2 separate regions of the Mus musculus genome follow, and region 1 is linked to region 2. A link is a contact called in public Hi-C data. All regions are on one chromosome and are shown on one strand. The core of a region is the stretch at or near the end of the contact, and the rest is flanking DNA. Distances in the headings are between cores, read along the strand shown.

The links. Hi-C and Micro-C count contacts between places; a contact is called where the count stands out from the background.
Region 1: a contact with region 2 is called in a Hi-C map of uterus, with 6 times the contacts expected there. The contact joins two enhancer-like sites. A contact is called at or near these places in 5 of 484 Hi-C or Micro-C datasets (cerebellar granule neurons, nephron progenitors and uterus).

Annotation. Positions count from the first base shown.
Region 1 is chr6:117,403,290-117,409,503 of GRCm38.p6, reverse strand. No RefSeq gene overlaps it. Among named protein-coding and RNA genes, the nearest start is that of 6820426E19Rik, 89 kb to the left of the region's middle. Within about 2 kb of position 1,898, at least 28 of the 459 cell types and tissues checked have an H3K27ac peak or open chromatin away from gene starts, as enhancers often do. A contact at or near this core is called in uterus, where this site is marked.
Region 2 is chr6:116,967,250-116,972,994 of GRCm38.p6, reverse strand. No RefSeq gene overlaps it. Among named protein-coding and RNA genes, the nearest start is that of Gm36873, 180 kb to the right of the region's middle. Within about 2 kb of position 3,139, at least 8 of the 459 cell types and tissues checked have an H3K27ac peak or open chromatin away from gene starts, as enhancers often do. A contact at or near this core is called in uterus, where this site is marked.

The DNA.
Region 1 (6,214 bases), core at 649-3,148, 440 kb before region 2:
CAGTTTATAGAGCTCAGGTACTTTTCCCCTGCACAGATGCAGAGAGCTCTGACTTGCCTTTCCCTCCATATCCCAGTTCCTCAAACCCTAGGCAGTCAAACTGGGTGGATATCAAAGGGGGCACAGCTGACTTACAGACTCCATGGGTGCAGCCCCTCGGGCCAAGTGGCATCAGAGAGTCCCCGACAGAAGCTCTCCAGCTCAGGCCTGAGCCAGGTCAGCAAGCCACTCTGCAGCTCCTCTCAAGGGAAGACCCTGCTGGTTTGGTGATGAGTCAGATGGTCTGTTTGTTTTCAGAAGCCAGAAAGCGACTTTTATCTGTCATTCATTCCGTGTAATTCAGAAATGGGCTCATCGCCAACCAGCTAGGTGGCAGTATGCCTGCTTTGAAGCCATACATCTCTGTCATGTACATATATTTCACTATCATTTTATATTAACTACCCAAACACCTATGTGCACGTATGCACTTTACTGAAGCACATCCAGCGAAGGGGAGAGATCAAGACCCGGGATTCACTAGGGGCTGGCCTGTACTGGGTGCTTTGCATGCTCACAGCAATGCAGGCTCTCAAACTTGAACCAGAAAGTTGTAATCACCCAAAGGCTTGACAGAGCACAGGAATCTTAGAGACTCCATGTTTCCAGATCAGAAGGAACAAGTTGGAGGTCAGAGGCTGACAAGAGAGGCTGCCGTCATGGGTCCAGGAAGCCTACCTTGAGAAACCCAGCATTCAGTTATTAAGCTGAATTTTGGAAGGAGAACCTGAGGCTCAGAGATGTCAAGTCACACAGCTGGCAACAGAGCAAGGGCAAGGGCCAACAACCTTCTGCAGGCCTACTCAGCGCAGAGTCACCCCGATATTTTTAAATGTGAAAATGAGGTAGACCACTATGCTTTCACACGCGGTGTGCAATGCAGTTCAGGTCTGGCTGGGCAAGATCATTTGAAGCTTGCTGTAATCTTCTGGGCTGCTTGTTCTACCGTCTCCTTTACCTGGTAGCTTCCTAGCTGATAAAACACTGTGGGTGTTTGCTCGCTGTCTGTGGGCAGCTGGACAAGCCTGTTGTTCAATGGATGTTCAGGCTGCGTGGATGGAGGCTGGACTGGCTTGTGTCTGTGATGAGCTGAGAGGGGGGTTCCTCCAGTCTGGGTGGCCCTTTTAACTTGTCTGGAGATTGTTTTCATTTTGGCAGAGGCATAAACAGGGAAGAGTGGGCCACAGGCTTCCTGTAACCCAGCAGGTGACCTAGCCTTGTCTACACAGTGGTTGCAGGACTCCAGAAATGAAAGTGGAACCTTCAGTGGAGAGCAGAGGGTCTGGTACAGAGTTAGGCACCTGCCAAGTGTACCCCGCATTGTTGATTTAAGTGTTAGGCCAGCCAAGATCCACAGTGTAGGAAAAGAAATCCTACCTTTCGCTGGTGAATACAGGAAGCAGGAGAATTTGCAGCTGTTCAAAACATGGCGCCTGCTTCGCGTTCTCTAGTACCATTTGACAACCCTCCCCATGACTATTTCTTTGCCAGCTCAAAAACTAGAGAGGACAGGTCTGCTGCTTCTCTGAATTGCAGAAAGACAAAAGCATTCCTTAACACTAGTCCACCACCAGGAATTCACCCTGAGAAATGTGCCTCTCACTTTCCATGAAAAGCTTTTAAAATGACGTCTCCTTGGAACCTTCCGGCTAGAAGCATCAATATGGAGTTCAAATGGAATATGCAGTTTTCACAGCTGTATCTGTGCTAAATTAAAAAGAACAGAGAAAACAAAGAGAAATGGGGGCGAGGGCGGGAGCGGGGGAGACTTTTGCAACAGAATGTGGGCACCGGGAGAGCAGTCTTCCAAGGCCTGCTGCCTGCTCAGCGACCCCGGGCTTTCCAGATCGGACTCTTAATTAATCATGGCTGGAGTTCTGCACTTTGACTCTCCGGCTGGTGTTTTATTTTCTTGTTCCAATGCCCACATGAGCATCCTCTGGCAATAAAACATCCAGGGAGAAGTTATAAAAACATGTCATCCTACTTACAGCATATGGCTAATTGATTTTTGAGAATTGCTTAATTGTGTGACTTTCGTTAACCAAACAACAATGCCTGTTTTCACACCCCCAATATTAGCTCATACTATTTCATGACCTGCCCCCGCTGAGACACACTCCATATTTCTGACCATAAATCTGGCCTCTGCCTGGGCTTGCGTACTTGTTTCAGCTTTGTTGTGACGGTTTTACTGCATCGGTTGCCTTTTTAAAGAAATTTATGGTGGGCAATAAACATGGAGAGAGGTTTAAGGGAAGAAAGTAGGGGTTTGGGTCGCTCTTTTTGCAAGCTGAATTTTTAAATTTCTTCCTTACATAAAATAACAAAAGGTAGTTTTCTTCAGTGATTGGCCCTGTGCTGGCCTCTGTAGGTTCCACTTAAATGGATGTGGAAGGAACATGAAGTGTGGCCTTTTTAAACAGAGGATTCCAAAGGCTCTGCCGAGTTACCCTAATTGCCCGGAGTTGGGCGGAATTTTAATGTGGAAAAGGCTATGTGATAGGCGGGTAGGAAGGAGAGGCGAAGCCTTAGAGGAAGAAGTTGAAGGCGGTTGAGAGAAGCAGGCAACCACAGTTGGTGGGAATCAGTGGAGCAGAAGCCTGGAAATGTCACTTTAGATTATGATCGAGGCCACAACCACAGAGGGAAGGAAGGTGAGCACACCCCAGCTCGACCTCAAGAGAAGTTGTTGATTGACACAGCGATGGCCTCCTATGATTATCTACAGTGTCGAAGTGCAAAATCTCCATAGAAGGTAAATTTGCATATGAGAGTTCAATTACATCTCCCAGCACCTTCACTGTGACCACTTCATTTTATTGGTGCCACTAGCGTGTATGAGTAAGGAAGTGTGTGTGTGTGTGTGTGTGTGTGTGTGTGTGCAGGTGTCTGCATTCACATGTATAGATAGGTGCACATGTGATGCAATGCATGTGCATGCCCATACGTGGACGCCATAGGACCACCTTGGATGTCTTTCCTCCTCAGGGTCTGTCAGTCTTGTATTTTGAGACAAGGTCTCTCACTCTGACCTGGGGCTCACCCATGAGGCTTAGGCTTGGAGCCAGCCAGTTTCAGGGCTCCTCCCATCTCTACGTCCTCTGCATGGAGATCGTATGCACACTGTCACCATGCCAGGCTGGCTTTCCTAGGAGCAGACCCAGGGAGAAGACTTCAGTCCCTAGGTCGTCTGTCATGAAATAATCGGAGTTCCAGCCCACAATAGCACTGATACTTGGCCTCTCACGTGGCAGTGCACTCGCTGCGGTTTGGATAGGGTATGTTCCTTCTGGCTTGTGCAGGAATGTAATCTCCAAAGTCTTATGTTAATGGCCTTGAGGTTAGAAATATAATCCAGCTATGAGATTAGTGGTAGGGCCGCTGGGAAATGATTAGATTAGACGAGTTCGTTAGGAGAGAGCCCACAGTTTTTGTACCCTGATGGCTTTCTAAGAGGAGGGAAAGAGGCACATATGTTCTCTGTGTCTGGTTATGTGACGCCATCTGTGCACTGATTGGGGAATCAGAAGGCCAACACTGTGCACTTGAGCCTACAAGCCCAATAAACATCTTTTCTTTATAAAGTTAGCCTGCTTTGGGTATTTCATTATACCAATAAGAGTTGACCAGTACAGCAGTGTTCTGCAGTATTTTGTTAATTATTTACAGTCATATCAGAAGCCTACACACGGGTACTGTTACCACACTGTTAACTATTTACAGTCATACAAGAACACTATACACAGGTACCATTATTACACTACTTCACAGACAAAATTGATTTTTTTTAAAATGCTTCTTTTGTATCCATTAACTCAATGGATGTGGCTTTTCCCCTTGCATTTAGTACGGTGGATTAAATGGATTGATTTTTCAGTGCCGGGCTAGCCCTGTTTCCCTGGGATAACTCACTTGGTATATTTTCTTTTACCATATGTTGCTGAACTTTATTTGCTATTATTTTGTTAAGGGCTTTTTTTTTCCCCAACAACAAAAGAAGGAAAAGGGTATTCAGGATATGGGCACTTACCTGAGCCATGGGAAAGCCATGATTGCGCACAGTTTCTAGCTGCTTGGGCTTTGTCCAGAGCAGGTCCCACAGGGTAACCCTACTGTGTCACTGTGCCAACGTGGCTGGGCCACATGGAAGAAGAAACACAGAGGGAAAAAAAACTCACAAGAATGAGAAAAGTCAGGCCATTCTTCTGGGGGCATTCCAACCTTAAAAAGACAAATAAACAGAAAAGTCGAAGACCTTGAGTGGTTCTGGGGGCAAGGTCTCAGCCAGGGTACCCACGATGGGTGCCAAGTAAGATCCATAGAAAAAAACAAATACGTCTCTTTGTCTACCCTTTGAATATCAAGATAAAAATTCCCAGCAATTTTCATTCAACAGGGGCCATACACCTTGTAGACCTGTAGCCCTTGCTTTGTCCACACAGACTTGCCATAACTATCACCATGAGGACCAACGATGTCCTAAGGTACCTGAGACAGGGGGCCAGACAAACCTGCATTTGCCTCTGGGCAGGCACAATCTCTTCCAAACCAAAAAGGCCGCAGTTTTGAACATGATTGTGCTAGCACGTACCTAAACTGGTCCTGTGTAGGGCAAACGAGGACATGCAGTTGACCTTCTGGAATGGACCCTGGGTTATTTTGACCTCATGCTGGTTCCCCAGTTTGAAAATCCTGCTGGCTCATAGGAATCCTTGGTCACACATTGAGCTATACCCTGCTAGCACCTGCCCTTTAGATTTGGTTTGGAAGGTCTCGTGTCAGCTTTAGAGCTTTACCTCAAAAGGTTCATTATGTCCCTACACTATTACTGGAATGACCCACTTGATACCTCCACACAGACACTAGCTGCCCCCTGGGATGCCTTGTTTTTTACTAGTTTGGAAGTCTAAGAGTCTCAGCAAATCGACTGTAGCCTTGGCATGCCTCTGTGGTACTTACACCAACTGAATATGAGTGTATTCAATCCATACATCTCCATAATGTACATATATCTCACTGTTACTTTATATTAACTCCATCTACACTATGTGCACATATGCATTTTACTGTGGTGCATTCAGCAAAGGCGAGAGATCCAGAGCTAGGACTTATTAAGGGGCTGCCCCATCACTAGATGCTTTACAATGATGCTATCAGTTCGTACTCACAGAAAGGCAGGCTACCTGTGCTCTTATTCCTATCCCTATGCCTCCTCTCTAAGACACCCTAGCCCTTCCTCCACTACCCACCTCTTAGATCATCATCATTCCCTTGGAATTTATAACCATCAAGGCCAGACAAAGAAAACCCTAGTTCTTATTCTGCCATTCTCCCTGGCACTGAACCCAGAACCCTACTTAAGAGATCTCCAGAGTCACGACCGCCACCCCCCACACTAGCCCATCACTACTACACTCTCGGCACCCATCTGGGACTATTTGGAGTCCGAACCCAGAGTTGAAACTAAAACTTCAGATCTGGGACCAGTCAGAGTCAAAACCCAGAATCCCAAAGTGGCCAAAGACTGAAAGCCAAGCATCATTTTGGGGTCCACAACCTGTCATATAGGAATAGCAGCAGTTGATGAACTGAACACCACCAAACATAGGGGAGACATCAGTTTTCATGATGCCTTGAACATACAATTAAAAGGCTACTGTAGGATCTTGGTCTCCTTACCAGACTCGCCAGGCTGAACCTCACTCTATGAGTGTCTGTGGTGCCTTGTGTTTAAGGGGTGAAATCAAGCTCAGTATGAGCAGTATCTCGGGATTTTCCTCCCTCCCGCCTTTCTCTCTGGATCCCAGTACGTCAATTAATTTCACAAAATGAGCTCAGAGGCACAGGGCTCCTGGATTTCCAGACAAGCCATGTCACTCCCACAGTGTTCTTTTTCTGCAGCTGGCTCAGTAACAAGGGACAGAGTTATCTCTTTACACCAATCCATGTGAAGGATCTCCAGAGAGGCAGAAGATGGATGCAGACCACAACACAGCAGTTGGGTTTCCTGGATCCATCACTTCTCTGTAGAGGAAAGGACTGATATGAAGGGTTTTGTTTGTCTGTTTGTTTTTGTTTTGTTTTGTTTTGTTGTTTTGTTTTGTTTTTTTTTTTGAGACAGGGTTTCTCTGTATAGCTCTGGTTGTCCTGGAACTCACTCTGTAGACCAGGC
Region 2 (5,745 bases), core at 1,890-4,389:
AATTGCAAGAGATACAGAATGTATTGTAAAAATGTTTGTAGTCAATGAAATATTATTCTGTCATTAAGAAAACCAAAGCTGGACATGATGGGACTCAGGGGCAGAGACAAACAAATCTCTGTGTATTCTAGGCCAACCTGGTCTACACCATGCATCCCAGGTCAGCCAGGTTACATAGTAAGACTCTGTATAAGTAAACAAACAAACAAATAAATAAATGTCCTTCACTATACAGTGAGTTCCAGACCAGCCAGGGTGAGGATTAAAAGACCATAGCCATTTAAAAAACAAAAACAAACAAACAAACAAACCTGAATTGTAGTAGTCAATACAATAATTAAACTAAGAATGGTACTAATTAATTCACACTAAAGAACTGTCTCAAAAACAAAGACAAAAAGAAAGAAGAAACTCACAGGTAACTGAATAAAAATGAAAAACAATTATTCTGAGTGAAGAAACCCAGACCCAGAAGGACAAATGCTCAATATTTTCTCCTTGTGGATGTCATCTTTGAATCTTCAGATGTGTGTGATTCTTTTGAAATATACATAGAGGTCAAGAAATAGCAGGGGAGGCAAGATACAATGCTCGGCTATAAAAGGTTAAAAGGAAATAATGGAAAAATATAAGTTAAATCAGGGTGGGAGATGGAAAGACAAAACAGAAGAGGGTTAGATAACAATAAAGGCCTTTTGGAAAATGTCATAGGAAGCATATATAGGAGTCACCATCCAACAGGATAATGATGTCCCCACATGATAAACACCACATGATAATTAATAAAAAAAGACCAGTGTCAGAAATAAGTTACCTCTTTTAAAGTCATTGGCCAGTGGGATCCTACAGGCTCTCAAACCTTGTAGGCTACTGGAACTTGATGGTAAATAAGACATTACTGCTGAAGAAACAGTATACATGATCCCAGGAGCTTGAGCTATCAAGCTGGCATAGAAGCTTTTGCTCTCCCGTCTGGTTTTGGTAGTGGTGAAAGATGCTGTGCACACTCCTAGAGGAGAAACGCAATCATCAGTCTTAACTAGCTGTGAATTCCGAGAGCTACAGTGATGAGCATCCTGGCAGGGCATGGTACTGCTGCAATAAATGTCATGGGAGTGTGGCCCTGTAAGTCAAAGTTCCAGTGAGCAGTCACATATCCAAGAATAGGTGTGCAGCACAAATTGTACTTGATGGCATGAAAATAAAATGGGCCACACAGTTGTCTGCGTAAGGATGGGAAGTGCATCTATCTAGAAGGAGCTGGAGGAGGGGGTGGATATTATCAAAATACATTGTAAGATTCCCAAAGAACCAATTTTAAAAGTTAAAACATAAAGCAATCAGAACACAAGAAAACTTAGGAGTGAAGGAATTGCTGCTCCCACCTTCTCCATTGACCAGGTGAGAATGCTGATCCCTGCTGAAACTCATGTCACACTCCAACGTCACCAACATATTTGAAAACTAAGACAGAAACTAAGGTCAGTGAGCACATCTTCTTGAGAAGAGGGTTTGCTCAATACAAAAGAGATATTTAAATGCGCGCACACACACACACACACACACACACACACACCCTTGCTTAGCAGTAGGGACATGTAATGGAGTGTTTATTGGGTTAAGTAAGGAATCTGTGACTGTTTTCAAAGACAGGTTGTTCGGCCCTTTGTCAGAGAGAATCTGTTTAGTGGGTACCAAAAAGATCATCCAGGTTCTTCCCAGATGGTGAGATGTGCCTTCTCTCTGACTAAGAAGAAAACAGAATCCCCTACCATGCTCCGACTCAGACATCCGAACCTTTTGACTATAGACACAAGATGGTCGTGTCAGAGTTCAGAGAGGCCAAGTCATAGACCAGAGGATGAGACAGGATAAAAACTTGTGATCCACATTCCTCTGAATGGTGAGGAGATGGGATAGAAGAGGCCACGTGATTTAAATGTACTTTCCTTAAGAGCGTATCTCTGTTTGCCAAACTGCTGCCCACTGAGTGGTGGTGCCGAGGCAGGAGAATTCTCTGTGGTACTAAATCCAGCCAATACCTGAGACCTTCCCTGAGAGAAGCAGAAGACCAGGGTTCTAGAAGGAAGTGGACTTAGTGAAGGAGTGGTTCTGCAGATCCAGATCTAGGCGAGTGGATCTGAAGTCACCATAGCTGTCTTAGAGCCCCGCCATTTGCTCAATTATTCAGTCTTCTCCGGTGTTCACATCTCTGTCCTTGGCAGGATCTCTAGAAAAAAAGAACAAAGGTTAAAAAGATTTCTAGTGACGTGGAATTGTCCATGTCTGGTTTGCAATGCGCAGGAGGGTGTGCGGGAACAGAGTGCAGAAAAAGAGGCTAGGCACACGTGTGCATCAGGGCTTCTTGAATAAAGAGAGGGATGGTCACTTGTTGGCTGTCTACACTGTCTCCATGTGAACTTCACTGGCATGAGCTTGGGAAGGTATTACCGCACAGGCTCATGGGTAAGACGATGCTTGGCATGCATATCATTGTTTCCTTTTAAATAGCTTGTCGGATACTTATAAAGCAGGAGTTTAAGTTCTGCCAGCTCATCTTCAGCCCTATTTGCTTGTTTGTTTTTAAGTAAGTCCCAAGGAATGTCTAACTTTGCACACGAAGAGGGGAAGAGATCCACACTATTCACGTGTGGGACGCGGTATGGTTTTTAACATGTGTCTAACTAACATCACCAGCTGCATCTTCCAATCTGGGAAAATCTCTGTACTCTACCCCTGAAGCCCTCACACCCTCACATCATCTTATGAGTCTGTCAGGGCTTGGGTGGCTGAATTAGTCAGAAATTTTTAATTTCCTGTTTGTAAGATAAACTTTTATTAGGGAAAAAAACTCCACCAAAACTGAGTGTTCTCTTTAATAAGCTCACTGGATATTTAAGACCTCTAAATGTCAGATGCCTGTTGCAAACTGATATGCTTATCACTTTGTAGAAACAAAAGCTCCCCTAGAGGAATAGACTTTTGGCAATGCTAATTCCATTGCATTTTTCTTCCCCTGCAGAATAAAGGTGAAGAAGATTGCGGGAGTAGAGACGTCTAAAGACTCAGAGACCTGAGCTCTGTGTCCCTCGGCTGCAGTCTGCTCTATGACTCATTTGCTCTGTGAACTTTCCCAGTCCATGGGAGCTCTTCGGACTGCAGAGCCCTCTAGAAAATGAGTGATCTGGAGAAGATGATGTCACAGCCACTAGCCTCAACATTGTGGGGTCATGACCTTCCACTGATGAAGAGATCACATGAGCGACTGGGCTCAGTATGTAAGGCACATAATGCAGCAAAGCAGGGGTACAGCCCCACTCGATGTGGAATCAAAATAACTTGCTCTGGCCAATGACTAGAGGATGCTGAGCAAACGTTTGGTTCTATTTTGAACATCAGTTTACTCCTGAGGGTATGCGAGTGTGAGAAACCAGCAGTAAGGCTTCGGAGATGTTAATGGAAAGACCCTAGAAATGCCTTCGAGACACTCAACTTGTTTCCTGCTTCCTCAAGGCTCCTGTGGGAATTTTTCCCAGTGCTTGGGAAAGGCTCAGCTTTGGGGTAAAACCCAAATCATCTTTAACCTGGACGCAGATGCTTTGACAGAAAAGCTCAGAGTGAAGCCCAAGCCACATTGGGGATTCTTTTTTTTTTTTTTTTTTTTTTTTAAAGGTCTATAATGGCGTGAGATATTTACTTTCCTTTGAGTCAGAGGCAAGTGTGGGCATGTGTATATCCTTGGGTGAGCACATCTTAGGTTCTTGCAGGCAGTTGTGGAAAATCCAAGCAAATGAGACTGCACCAGCAGGTGGGTCGTTGTCCTTCTGCTCGGACTGGGGATCAGCCTGCAAACGCAATACGGAAATAACTGTACGCATTAGGCATTATCTGGTATGATAGTATAAAATCTCAAATGTTCAGAATTCTGAATTCCTGTGAAGACTGTCATGATTCCCAAATGGTTTAGGATTTCTGGAACATTTCAGATGTTCATATTAACATTTTTCTTGGGAAAATTTTGCAAATATTAAAAAAATTTCAATTCTCTGAAATCTGAAAAAGTTCTGTTCCAAGCATTTTAATAAGGGATGTACAACCTGTATCCTTTTTTGATTAGAATATTTTTGTGGCCTAGATATAGGTATCAGAAACTGAGTAATTTCAAATACAGATTTTGGATTATTATATTACTGGAATAGTGATGTATACAAGATTCCATTCCTGTGGTCTCTTCTAATGGCTTCAGCCGAATCTATGCTTGTCTGTTGAGAGTAATGGAGGCAGCGCTCATATAGAGGGAGTAACTTCAGACCATGCACTAAGGACCCAGCGGGGAGGTGCTCAGGAAGCGGTGGTGAGGGCCTCAAGTCAGTTGCAATCAAACAACCTGTAACTGAGCTCATTCTGTGACTGTGCTTCATGTAAGAGCAGCAGTTTCCTCAGAGATAGAGACACTGCCAGCTAATTCCTGGAAAACTCATTTTCTCTGCAGTCCCCCATACTCCTGTGGACCATAGAGGTAGCTGAGCTAACGCAGGCGCTTTGTAACTGGACCTGGAGGACACAGCTTTGGCAGGTTCCTTTGAACTTGCCCCTGGATGCTCTGCTTTCCTGGAATCATCCATACCACATCTCCTCATTTGTCCTGTGTGAGGAGACTCTCACACGCAGTGAGCGTTCTACTGCCTCCTGGTTTCAAGAGGCTACTGGATTGGGTACTCTGGGAAAATAAGTTAGAAACCACCTTCTAAAGCCAGTTCTGTCCACAACATTCTACACTGGAAACAATCTAATTGAAAACATGGGACCATTTTCAAACTATGCTGGGTTATCACAGCCTTAATAGAAAGATGATTTGTTAAACATCTGTGTTTCACATGGTCAAAGCCAGAGAAAATATGTAGCTAGAAGCTACATTCATTCCACATCTGCAACTAAAATGGTCCTCTGTTATGCTCTCTCGGGAAGGATCTATCCTCATGACCACACGAGAGCCCAAAATATATTGCACCTTCTTTTCCTGTTATGCACTTTATTTTCATTAAGACTTTGTGGACTCCATTCCCATGATGTAGTAAATGTTCTCCATATTTATTAAACACAGACAGCACAAAGATGTACTTGGTCCCCTTCATTAGACAGATAATGAAACGGAGATGGGAGTCTAACATCTGACTCTCTCTGCACCATTCAAGGAATCTAGGGCAGAGGTCCTGTTCTGAGAGCATGTCTCAGATTCAGTGTCAGATCCATCTCACATATAAAATCATGGGCTAGTGACAGGGTGTGGCTGGGGTTTGTGTGATAAACAGTTTGGTCACCTAACAGAACACTAGCTCTGCAGATGTGAACAAGTGAGCCAATGTTCAAATTAGTTCAATACACAATCAGTTTTATGGCATCCAGTAATTCTTGGTATTTTTTTTTCTAAAGAATTACTAAGTGGGCAGGATGCAGCTGTTTAAAGACAGCCTAAGGTTCTATGTCCAAATCCCAAAATACCAAGATGGGTTCTTTACACACAACCAACTGCCTGCAATCTGAAAAGTTTATTGGGTGATTTTTTTCACTTGATTAATTTTTTGTCTTTTATGGGAAACTCAGGCAAGGCACTGGTGTTGATACAAAGCAAGCTATCAGCACCAGAATAGCAGTTGGCATTCTCTGAGCCCCTCCTATGTGCAGTGCTACAGTGCTACAGTGCATCTTGTAAGTGTGTCTTAACAAGCTCTGCAGGAAATCCTC